Regions from separate parts of the Gossypium hirsutum genome. Here region 2 is linked to region 1. Evidence: chromatin contacts called from public Hi-C data. All regions are on one chromosome and are shown on one strand. Each heading gives the region's core, a stretch centred on a gene start, on an enhancer-like site or on the middle of the called end of the contact. The rest is flanking DNA. Distances are from core to core; before and after follow the strand shown.

Evidence for each region. A called contact is a pair of places that touch in the nucleus more often than the background predicts.
Region 2: a Hi-C map of leaf shows a contact between it and region 1, with 3 times the contacts expected there. The contact joins the enhancer-like site here to the promoter of LOC107901038 in region 1. A contact is called at or near these places in 11 of 34 Hi-C or Micro-C datasets (fibers, hypocotyl, leaf and 1 more).

What each region holds. Positions count from the first base shown.
Region 1 is chrD06:15,156,253-15,161,612 of Gossypium_hirsutum_v2.1, forward strand. It overlaps LOC107901038 (20 kDa chaperonin, chloroplastic), which reads right to left and starts at 3,361. Exons shown (of 6, transcript XM_016826870.2): 1 at 3,069-3,361; 2 at 2,802-2,986; 3 at 2,265-2,444; 4 at 2,022-2,177; 5 at 1,734-1,811; 6 at 1,029-1,636. The coding sequence starts at 2,984. The coding sequence ends at 1,463.
Region 2 is chrD06:15,337,646-15,343,005 of Gossypium_hirsutum_v2.1, forward strand. No RefSeq gene overlaps it. Among protein-coding and RNA genes, the nearest start is that of LOC121218775, 11 kb to the right of the region's middle. Within about 2 kb of position 2,931, at least 4 of the 9 cell types and tissues checked have an H3K27ac peak or open chromatin away from gene starts, as enhancers often do. A contact at or near this core is called in hypocotyl and leaf, where this site is marked.

The DNA of each region.
Region 1 (5,360 bases), core at 2,111-4,610:
AATAACCTAAATTTCATATTTTATAAAAAAAATTTAAAATATATAAACTTACTAAAAATACATCTAGAATGAATTTGAACATATGGGCGTCTAGATTCAAATGTATCTAGACAACCATTTGTCTAGATTTATTCTTTAAGTGAGAAAAAGTATATTCCTTTAATTAATTTATATATTTTTAAAGATTTTTTAATTTATATCCACCATGTGTCATACTGAGAGGCTATGAAGTGTCCCCACAAAATTGACCATCAATGTCATATCAACACAAACTAAGGATGTTAGTGTTAGGGTACTAATGTAGATGATGAAATACAAATTTAAGTACCAACTAGGTACTTTTGGACTAGTAAAAGGGTTAAATAATGTACTAACACAATTAAAACAAATTAATGTAATTTTATAAAATATTATTGTACACTCATTTTAGTCGCCTAGGTTTTATAAGTTTTTTTATTTTGGTCATTCATTTATTTTTAAAATTTAATTTTACTTATTTCAAAAAGATAAATTTTTATAGGGAATTGAGTTATTCAAATGTGGAGATAAAATTCAAATTTTTTACTTGTAGCTCGATTCTCCGTAAAACCTAAGTTTCTCACTTTTTATTAAAAAAACTAAGTTAATTCTAGAAAAGAAAAAATTAAAGAAAATTAAAAAGATTAATTTGAATTTTCCCTATAAAAACCAAAGTAATTTGATGTAAACCCTAGGTTTTTCCTTTTTATTGGAAAAAGAAAAAAATAAAAGAAATAAAGAAAAACATAAATTGGTTTATAATTCCCATAAAATCTCATATTTTTCTCCTTTACCGAAAACTAAAATTAATTACCAAAACGAGATGACTAACAACAGTGCCCATTTTGCAAAGTTTCGATTCTCCAAATGGAATTTTATCAAAATTGGATTACTGATCCTAAAAGGAATTATCTACTCCAACTAACCCCGAATGTGTTGAAATTAATAATTGAGGAAGCCAATAGTTTTTAATTACAGGTATAGATATATTAAATACAAAAAACCAAATCTGTGAAAATTTATTTCATTTTATTTTAGATTCTCTTCTGGAGAACCATTTAGCATATTGTTTTTCATTTGAGTGGCAACCTAACCAGATGCCTTTATTTATTTTCTTTTCTTTCTTGATGCAGTTTCATCAACCTTTTGTAATCACATACCTATTTCAACTTCTTATCTACAGCCGGCGATGGAAACGAGCCATATCCTGAAATGCTTCTGCAAGTCTATGAGCTTTCCAACGTGATGAGAAACAGCAATTAAACCAGGGAATCTCAAACCCTGTCTTGGAATCCCGTTGTGCTCACTTAATCTTATTTTTTACCAAATGCTGCATCCATTTATATTTAAGGAAAAAAAATTACAAAATCCTTGTGCTTACCAGCAACTCATCCATTCAATCCAGTTTTAACCTCAAAACCTAAAACCAAACCTTATTACACAACTAATAGAGCGCAGCCATTACATCAGATGCTCTCAGAGCAATATAGTTACTACCATCATTGCCCTTGAAGTCATTCCCAGCATACTTTGAATACAGGACGGTGTTTCCAGGCGAGACCGATAGTGGCTTTAGGTTACCTTCCTCATCTAAAGTACCGGGTCCAACAGCTATCACCTGTTTCATTTAATTCATGTAATTAAGTAAATACATTTTGCAACACCACAGCACAAAGTTCTATGCCCTCCAAAATACTTGATTAACTGTTACTCACCGTTCCAATGGAAGGTTTTTCTTTGCTTGCCTCGGTCAGCAACAAACCTCCTGCAGTTTTCTCCTCAGCTTCCGAAACCTGCAACGGTATTGAAACACACCACCGGGTGCCTTCATAAGTCCATATTAATATCCAATCCCTTTTTACTTTTTTCATCCATTACTTCTCAATACACTAAATCATCACCATTCACACGTGTGAGACTCACTGTCTTGTGAATGGTGATCAAAACTTCAACAGAACATTGCAATGGCAAAAAGAATATACAGATTTCGGAAGGAGGCGAACCTTAATGAAAACTCTGTCGTTCAGAGGTTTGAGATCTTTTATGTCATCGGTTTCAAGAAGTCCAACAATGTCATCCTCTTTTAGGAGAAGATGATTTGCACCATTGAACTCGACCTCCGTCCCAGCATACTTGGAATATATGACCTGAGCACCAGTCTACACAACCATGGCATTGTTGAAGTATAATAGTGGAGCAACAAATGGAAAAGAACTGAGAAGAATACCTAGTCCATGAAAATTCACCTTCACAGAACTTTCCAATTTGGTATTCCCAATTGTCTTCCCTTCACCAACAGCAACCACCTCACCTCCTTGAGGCTTTGATTGAGCAGTTGTTGGAAGCAAAATGCCACCCTCAGTCTTCTCCTCTGTTTCTTTAATCTTCACCAACACCCTGTCACCCAAGGGCTTAACTGAAGTGTACTGCATAGGGCAATAAGATCGTTTTATGTAAGCAGAAGCAGTGTACATACAAGGAGATGAATCCATGGAAACGATTGGCTTTGCTACACTAATTGTAGCAAATTGATATTATTTTTGGAGTTCCAATAAGCCAATAGCAACCAATTCATGTCAGGTTTCGTACATTTAAAACATGTTTAAAACAGAAAAAAGCATTCAGAGTCGCCCCAAAAGGTCAAGCTTCGACGAGTGAAAATATTCAGCAAACAGGTAAACATGAATGAAAAACAATACCGAAAAAAAGCTAGTTTACTCAACAACAAAGCAGCGAAAGCACCAATAATTATATAAAAAAATTAAAGAAATAAGAAGAAATACCTTAGGGGCAACAACGGTAGCCGCTTTAACAACCAAACGTTTGAAGGACCTGCTGGTCAAAGCCCCAGGCTTTAATGTTCCAAAGGAAGAGAATTTGACAGTGGACAGCCTAAGCCCTTGTAATGAAGCCAAGTTCCTAGCTGATGCTGTCACTGACGACGCTGTTAGCTGAGATGTAGCCATTTCTGTATTCAAATTTCACAAAAATCATTCCTGCAAATAAATGATTCTTAGGAATAAAAACCTATATATGTAAAAAGAAAATACCTTTGAGAGAGATGGAAAAGGATAAGGGGTTGTTTGGTTTGGTTGCTTGAGACTGGAGAAGTCTTAAAAAGAAGATAAAACCCTAGTGTGTTAAAATGGGTTTTATTTATTTGATAAGAGACTTCTAGAAAATTGATAATCACGCGCCCCTCTCTCCAGTGAGTGGATTAGGAGTGAAACGGGTTAAACCCCACAAGACACCAGGTTAAGGATATCCCACGCGCTTTCGAGGAACAAGATGAACAACACACAAAGAGCACCTAAAAACACAGACTTCTGGAAGGTGGAAATGAAAATTAAAATTCCAAAATTTTAAATTTGCAGATTTATCGTAAGTAGAGGCTGTAAAAACTATTGTGTTCTTTGATTATATTTTAATTTGTTGTTGGGGGTAAATTATATTCATCAACAGGTAAAAAATACTTACATATTTTAACCTCAAAATAATTACATAATCATAATTATTGAAATTATTAAGTAAGACGTTTATAAAATTATTGATGAATATTTCTTTTTAACCTATTTTTTACACCATATCTAAAATTAAGTATAATCCTTTTCTAATCCATAAATAAAAATACATTCATATTCATATAATCGAATTAATTAGTAATTGTTTTTAAAGTTAAAAGCACTCATAAAAAGCGGTATAATTATAAGAAAAAAAAGTATACTTCACAACAATATTGATGTGTGGCAGAAAAGACATCATTTGTCACAAAAAGAATTTTTTTTTAAAATTTTTTTAATAATATTATTAATTTCCACTCATTTCTTTTTAATTTTTTTATAAATTTTATAATTCATATGTTTTTTTCTAGATTATATATATATTGTCGAAACCATTTTTTTTTGTGAAAAAGGGATCAACTTTGGTTTTTAAAAAATGAAAAAGAACATAGGAGTCGCCACCAATCCTTTTTTGATGAGGTGTGATCGGGTCACTTCGTAAAACGGTTGTTTTTAACAAACAGTTTGGATTTATTAAAACAATGCTTTTGGTCTACAAAATTCAGAAAAAGGGTTCGGGAGTCGGTTACGTACGAGGAAGGATTAGTACCCTCGTAATGCCCAAAAATTGGTACCTAGTTGATTAATTAGTGTCTTAATGTCGAAGATTGAAAACTTTGAAGAGTTTTTTAAAAATATGATCCTTAAAAAAACTCGAATAACAGGAGTCGGATTTTAAGATTCTCTTGTTTTGAAGGAATATCACATCCAACACGTTAGGATACAATATTTTAAACCCTCGAAACCAATATTATTTTATGGTTCCCAAAACCTGTACTTTGAAATTTTAAGAGGATATTTGGCTATTTGGTCGAACGAGAAATCGAAACCTAATGCGTTAGGGCACGTTTTCTCGAATTTTAAAACACAAAATATTGCCTTATTTTGAAAATTTTCTTTTTTTTTTTGCATATTTGAGTAAAAATTAATATAATGTTTAAAACAATGTGTGAATAAAGAGTTACATTGATGAATGACGACAATATGAAAATACGAGTAAACAATTCATAACTCGCATGATAGCAATAATCGCACGATGTACATTACTTTAATACCAGCCAATAATAAAAAACGAATGAAATAATATAACAACAATTTAAAGTAAATAATAAAGATTTAAGATGAATAATACGAAATGCCCAAAATTAACAATGTAAAATTTAACATAAATAAAACATAAAATAGTTTGAAATAAACAATTTTAAACAATTTAAAATAAACATTACATGAAATAGTTTAAAAGAAATGACACCTAAAAATCTAAAATAAATAATATACATAAAACAGTTTAAGATAAAATAATAGAAAGCAATTCGAAATAAATAATATATGAAACAATTTAAAATAGATAATATCAAACAGTTTAATATGAACAATATAAATAAAATGTAATCTGTTAAAATATAATAATAATGAATATAAAAAATTAAATGAAATAATAAATAACAAATTAAAGGATTAAAATAAAGTGGATTAGGCACTAAATTAAAACTAGGACGAAATTAAACGGATAAAATTATTAAAAAAAGAAAGAAAAAGTGAACAGAGGATTAAACTGAAAATGCACGGAAGGAGAGAGGACCGAAAGGGAAATCATTCCCACTCTTAAAAACGAGCCACTTCATAGGGGACCAAATTGGAAACGGGCAAAAAATGGAAGGACCCACCGCAAAATAGCCCAAACGTTGAGAACACGTGGATCCCCCAGGAGCGGGTCGGGTTGCGCGTGGGCTGGCGTCAAAACGACGCCGTTTAGCGTCTGGGGGGTTTAATCTAAAACGG
Region 2 (5,360 bases), core at 1,681-4,180, 180 kb after region 1:
GCAACGTATGGAGACACGTTTTCCCACCGGTACCAGATGAACGTTGGGGGGGCAACGGTCAAATTTTTTACCGTTGGAGTACTGTTCACGCACGGAGGACATCACGTCCACGTCAGCGCGACCTGCTGACGTGGACGCGATGTCCTGACATGTACCCTGACATCGCGATGACGTGGACGCGATTTCTCGAAAAATGGATCATTCCAGTAAATAATAAAAAAATCGGCCCATTTCGATAAATTTTGAAAAAAACGACTTTTATTGGTAATTTCCCCAACCTGCACGGGGTAAAACCGTAGCTACAAAAAAATGAAATAGTGATTGTTGTAAGGTTGAGCTAAAAAATGGATGAAATTCATGTCAGTGGTGTGTACCAAACATTTAAAGGAGCCTAAGATATGGAAATGGAAAGGACTTGAGGCATCAAATTGACGCAGAGAAAGAAAAAGTATTTTGAATTGTTAATTTGTTTAGATTTAATCAAAATTAGGTTATTGAAAATTATTATTTTTTAAATAAATTTATTGCACACCCATTATATAGGTGAAAACAAATTTATGTAACAAATATAGTCTATAGAAGTTTAGATTCAAATTTTATCATTTGTATATTTTCCTAATTTTGCTTTATAAAAGATATAAAATATAAAAAATAACACCTTTAATATAATACAATTTATCTTAAAAAGTAAGAACACTTTCGTTATTACTCAACTAAATTGATGTCCAGTTTACTCGTAACATCAACTTAATCATATACTTAATAAATACCGCTCAAAAGTCAACTTCCTAAAATTGAATTTTTACTCTTTCTTTTTCTGAAAATAATATGGTTAGTGGAAACTGTTGATGCGTTGATTGTTGATAGTATGTTACAAAATTCTGAGTGTTGAGTGATGGACATATGTGAGAGTCCAGAAATTATGGGTTGGGTTTTGAGCAAGGAGATTAGGGGATCAGTATCAAACATTTCAAGAATATTTATCTATTATTCTATCTCTGTTTCAAGGAGGATGATCCTATCCCCATATTTAGCTTTAGATCAACCTATATAAGGAACCTTCTTCCTTCATTATCATAATGGAATTTAGAGTGCACTAAATAGTTCATTTTACAGCATTTTAGACATTGCAATTTGAGTGTTATTTGTCATTCATTGAGAGTGTTTTCCACGACCTTCAGTTGAGTGGTAAGTGAGTTTACATTAAGTATGAGTTTAAAAATTTTAAAAATAAAAAAATATAGTTAAAAAGTTCATCTTTCAATAAAAATATATAAGAATTTATAATAATACATATAAATTATAAAAATATTTATAAATAAATGAATATCTATTTTTTTTTCATTTTCTAACTTTACATTTATTTATTAAATAAAGCAATTTAGGGGAATAAGACTTAAACATATTCTTTTTTTAACATTAACGACAACAATGTTTTCGTTGGGTCAAAAACTATAACGTGAGGTTGAAAAAGGTAAGAATTAATATTTTTAAGTTGTTGCCAGAACGTGTTTTTTGTGTTTGATGCTGTGCTTGAGGGCGGGGATGATTGAGAATATATATGCGAGGATGAGGTCTTGAATACCCAGTAGGTGGAAGGCCATGTAGAGAGCTCCACAACTGTTTCCTGGTATGATGACACAACAATAGAGAATGTGAAAGTCAAGGAGTTCAAAGTAAGAATTATTGATGCCAGTGGTTGTAGGCAAACACAGTTCCCAACATTCGACAAATTTGACGAAGATTAAGGAATAAGGCTAGGTGTATGATAAACAAATTATTATTTATAGAATAAAAAAAAGGAAACGTTTGAATTTAGTTTAAGTACTGTTTGTGAGATTTTTAAGAAAATTTTTTTATTTATATAATTATTGGTTTAACAAATAAATTTCATGTTAGAAAAAGAGAAAATGGTTATTCATTTATTATAATTTTATATGTATTTTTATAATCATGTTCATTTTTATTTTTAAAGTTTCTTAATTTTAATTTTGAATTTTTAAGAATCAATATTAAATTGACAAAATTAAGATTGAATTGATAGAATCTGTAAACATGTGTATAAAATTGATGGTTAAATTTGTCAAATTTTTTAATTTTAATTTTAATTTTAATTTTAAATAAACATTTAAATCATGTGTATAAAATTGATGGTTAAATTTGTCGAATTTTTTAAAATTAAGACTGAATTGATAGAATCTGTAAACATTGAAAGGTTAATTTTATTATTAAAATGATAAAAAAAAGTCATACCAACATTCTAATAATGATTTAATGGATGAGTAATCAAAATATTAACTAAAATAAACAATCAAAGACCGAATTCTAAGTTTTTTTTTTGTTCAACAAATCTTTCATTCAATAGGAACCAGATTAATATAGTGTTACTAGTTCCACAGGTGGAACTTGAGCCCAGTTTGATGGACAAGAATGAATCCTAGTTTTTCCTGCGATCCAGTCAACAGCTCGATTACAGTTCCTTTTGATAAACTTAAACGATACATCATTAACTCTAGAAACTATCGATAGAATATCTACAGCAATTCCAAAAATCTCCCAAGGGCACTGGTTCTTTTTTTATAAGCATTGAATGAGTTGAAGATTGTCAGGTTCAAATTCCACAGACTGCCAGTTGTTATCAGCCGCAAGTATGGAACCCAGCCTTATAGCTTGGGCTTCAGCCGCTAATGCCGTAGACACATGCATCAACGAGTTGGTTCTATCTGCAATATCTCCATTGCCGTTCCTGGCAATTGCAGCCACCCCAGCTTCTCCAATTTTCCAATTTAGAGAAGAACCATAGTTGATTTTTACAACTTGAGGTGGCGTTTTGTCCATTCGGAGTTGAGGGCAAAGTTAGGGTGGGACCTCACAGGAACTGAATTCTAAGTTTCATTGTCACGTCACACCGACAAAGAATAGTAATAGTAAATAGTAGGGTTAGGACAGGTGCAGCTCTCTCATCTATGTATCTTTTAATTTTGTAGGCTGCATCTGCGTTGCACTGCTGGAATCTAATTGTGTACGTATGTTTTGGATATTATATATTATTCCGGTTCACGTGGGGGAGCCACGATTCACAATGACCTCCTATAATATTATTCTTTTTTGTACTAATGAACTCCTATAATATAGTGTTTATAAATAAATATGCCTCATTCATTTATCAAATAATGGACTTGTCGGCTTCGGAATCTGACATGACCGCAACATGCCATTAATTAAATAATTACGTTTTACAATTTTTATATATATAAGAAAACCTTTCTTTCTTATATTAATTCCCTAAAGAGAAGGCAATTTGAATGTAGACATGCTCCCAATTACTGTCAAAAGTTAAAAGTATTTCAACTGAAAATTGATATAATTATTGATTGTCGAATAAAAAAAATACTTAAAATGTAATAATCCAAGTGTATTGTTTCCATCTTAGATTGTTATAAAACAAAAATGGTTGACATTGTACGTAAATGATTGTTAATAATGAGTGAAAGGGAAGGGGCCATGTGTTTTATCCGTATATTGTACTCCTTAATATTTATTTGGAAAACTATGTTTTGTTTGGAGTTTAATTTTGGGGACCGCCTTTGATGCTCAAGTCAAACAAAACGCTTCCAGGGAAGGTCCTCAAAATTACTTCCCCCAACCTAATTTTTCAACCAAATTTCAAGAATTATGTCTTATTTTAATTAATTAATTAATTGTAACTTAAAAGTGGGCATTGAAATGAGGGTATGCGAGGAGCACCGACTGGGGGCACTTCACATCACGGGAGATGGATCGGCCTACTCCTACAATCAAATACAGATAAAATAAAAGTGGACCCAATGGATTGTGCGCCCACTTGACGTGGGGGCTTCTACGCCTCATCCGTCATCATTAGGGGTGTACAAATTTCGGGTAATAATTTTTTAGAAATTCAATTAACAGTTAATTCAGTTCGAAATCGATTGGTTAATCGAATTTAATAAATAATATTATAATATAAAAGTATTCGGTCGTTTCGGTTAAATTTTTTGAAAATATAAATTAATCGGTCAGTTAAGTTGGTTAATTCTTTTATATGTTTTATACTTGTTTTAACCAAAAATAAGAAAACATATAAATTTCGGTTAATTAAGTTAACCAACCGAATTAACCGAAAAAGTTCGGTTCGATTAATATTTTTTAAAAAAATTTCGGTTCGGTTAACAGTTAAGGGTTTAAAAAGGTCGATTAATTTGATTAATGGTAGTTTGGGTCGGTTAACAGATTGAACACCCCTAGCCATCGCTGCTTTTATTTTCCTTGGCCTCACTTCGTCAACGCGTTTCATGCTCCACCTTGCCTCTTTTGGTTAAGGATCACACAACTCAAATTCTCTAATACATTTTAGGCTAAACTATATTGTTACTCAAGTAATTTTTTATTATTATTTATGAAAAGTTATAAAATAGTTATTTAATTATTCAATTTTTTTAGTTATTAATAGTTAAATGGTTAACAGAAAGATGACATTGATGTTTTTAAAATTGACATAATACAATCAATTCTCTCTATAACTGTCACATATTATAACAACATTTCACTGTAACAACTAACTTTCTAGTAGAACTGATTTTCTATGTTTTATTTTAACCCTCTATAAAAGTTTTTCACTTATAATAGTAACAACTATAATTATGAGTACACTGTTTATTAAATTAGTTCTCTATAATAACATATTCTCTAACATTTTAAGTAAAATTATAATTATTTCATATAAGCAAACATATTAATTGTAATACCCAAATTTTGCCCGGCCCGATACAAATATTAAAACCCATATATAAAAAATATATATATATACATAATAAAAGTCCAATAACATCAGTCCAGATTACAAACCAAAATAAATTAAGCCCAAACCCGATTACAAAACCCAAATCATTTAACCTAAACTACCCAAAATCAACCCAATACGGTGGCCCAAATGCTTAAATGCTAACCTACTAAGGCCCATTAAAATTTAAACCCAATTTGCCTAGACCCTAGCCCAATCACGAAGCGGCCCAACGCAAAATCAGAAGCTGAACCCTAGCAGCTTCCAGCACCGTTCTCCCCAGCCACGCACGCCTCCGTACAGCCTTCACACAGCGCCACGCGTTACGCGTACGACCGTACCTGCACACAACAAACAAGCAACAAACAGAAAGAGAAAAGGAAAAATAACAAAATAACAACAGAAAAGAAAAATAGGGGAAAAATAGAAGGAAAAATGGATGTATTTTCGGGGCTATAAAACCCCATTTTTGTATTGTTTCGAGATCTTGTTTTTCTACACATATTGAAGAAAAAAATATTCAAAGAAAACAAAAGCAGATTCGAAAAGGTGATTCGCC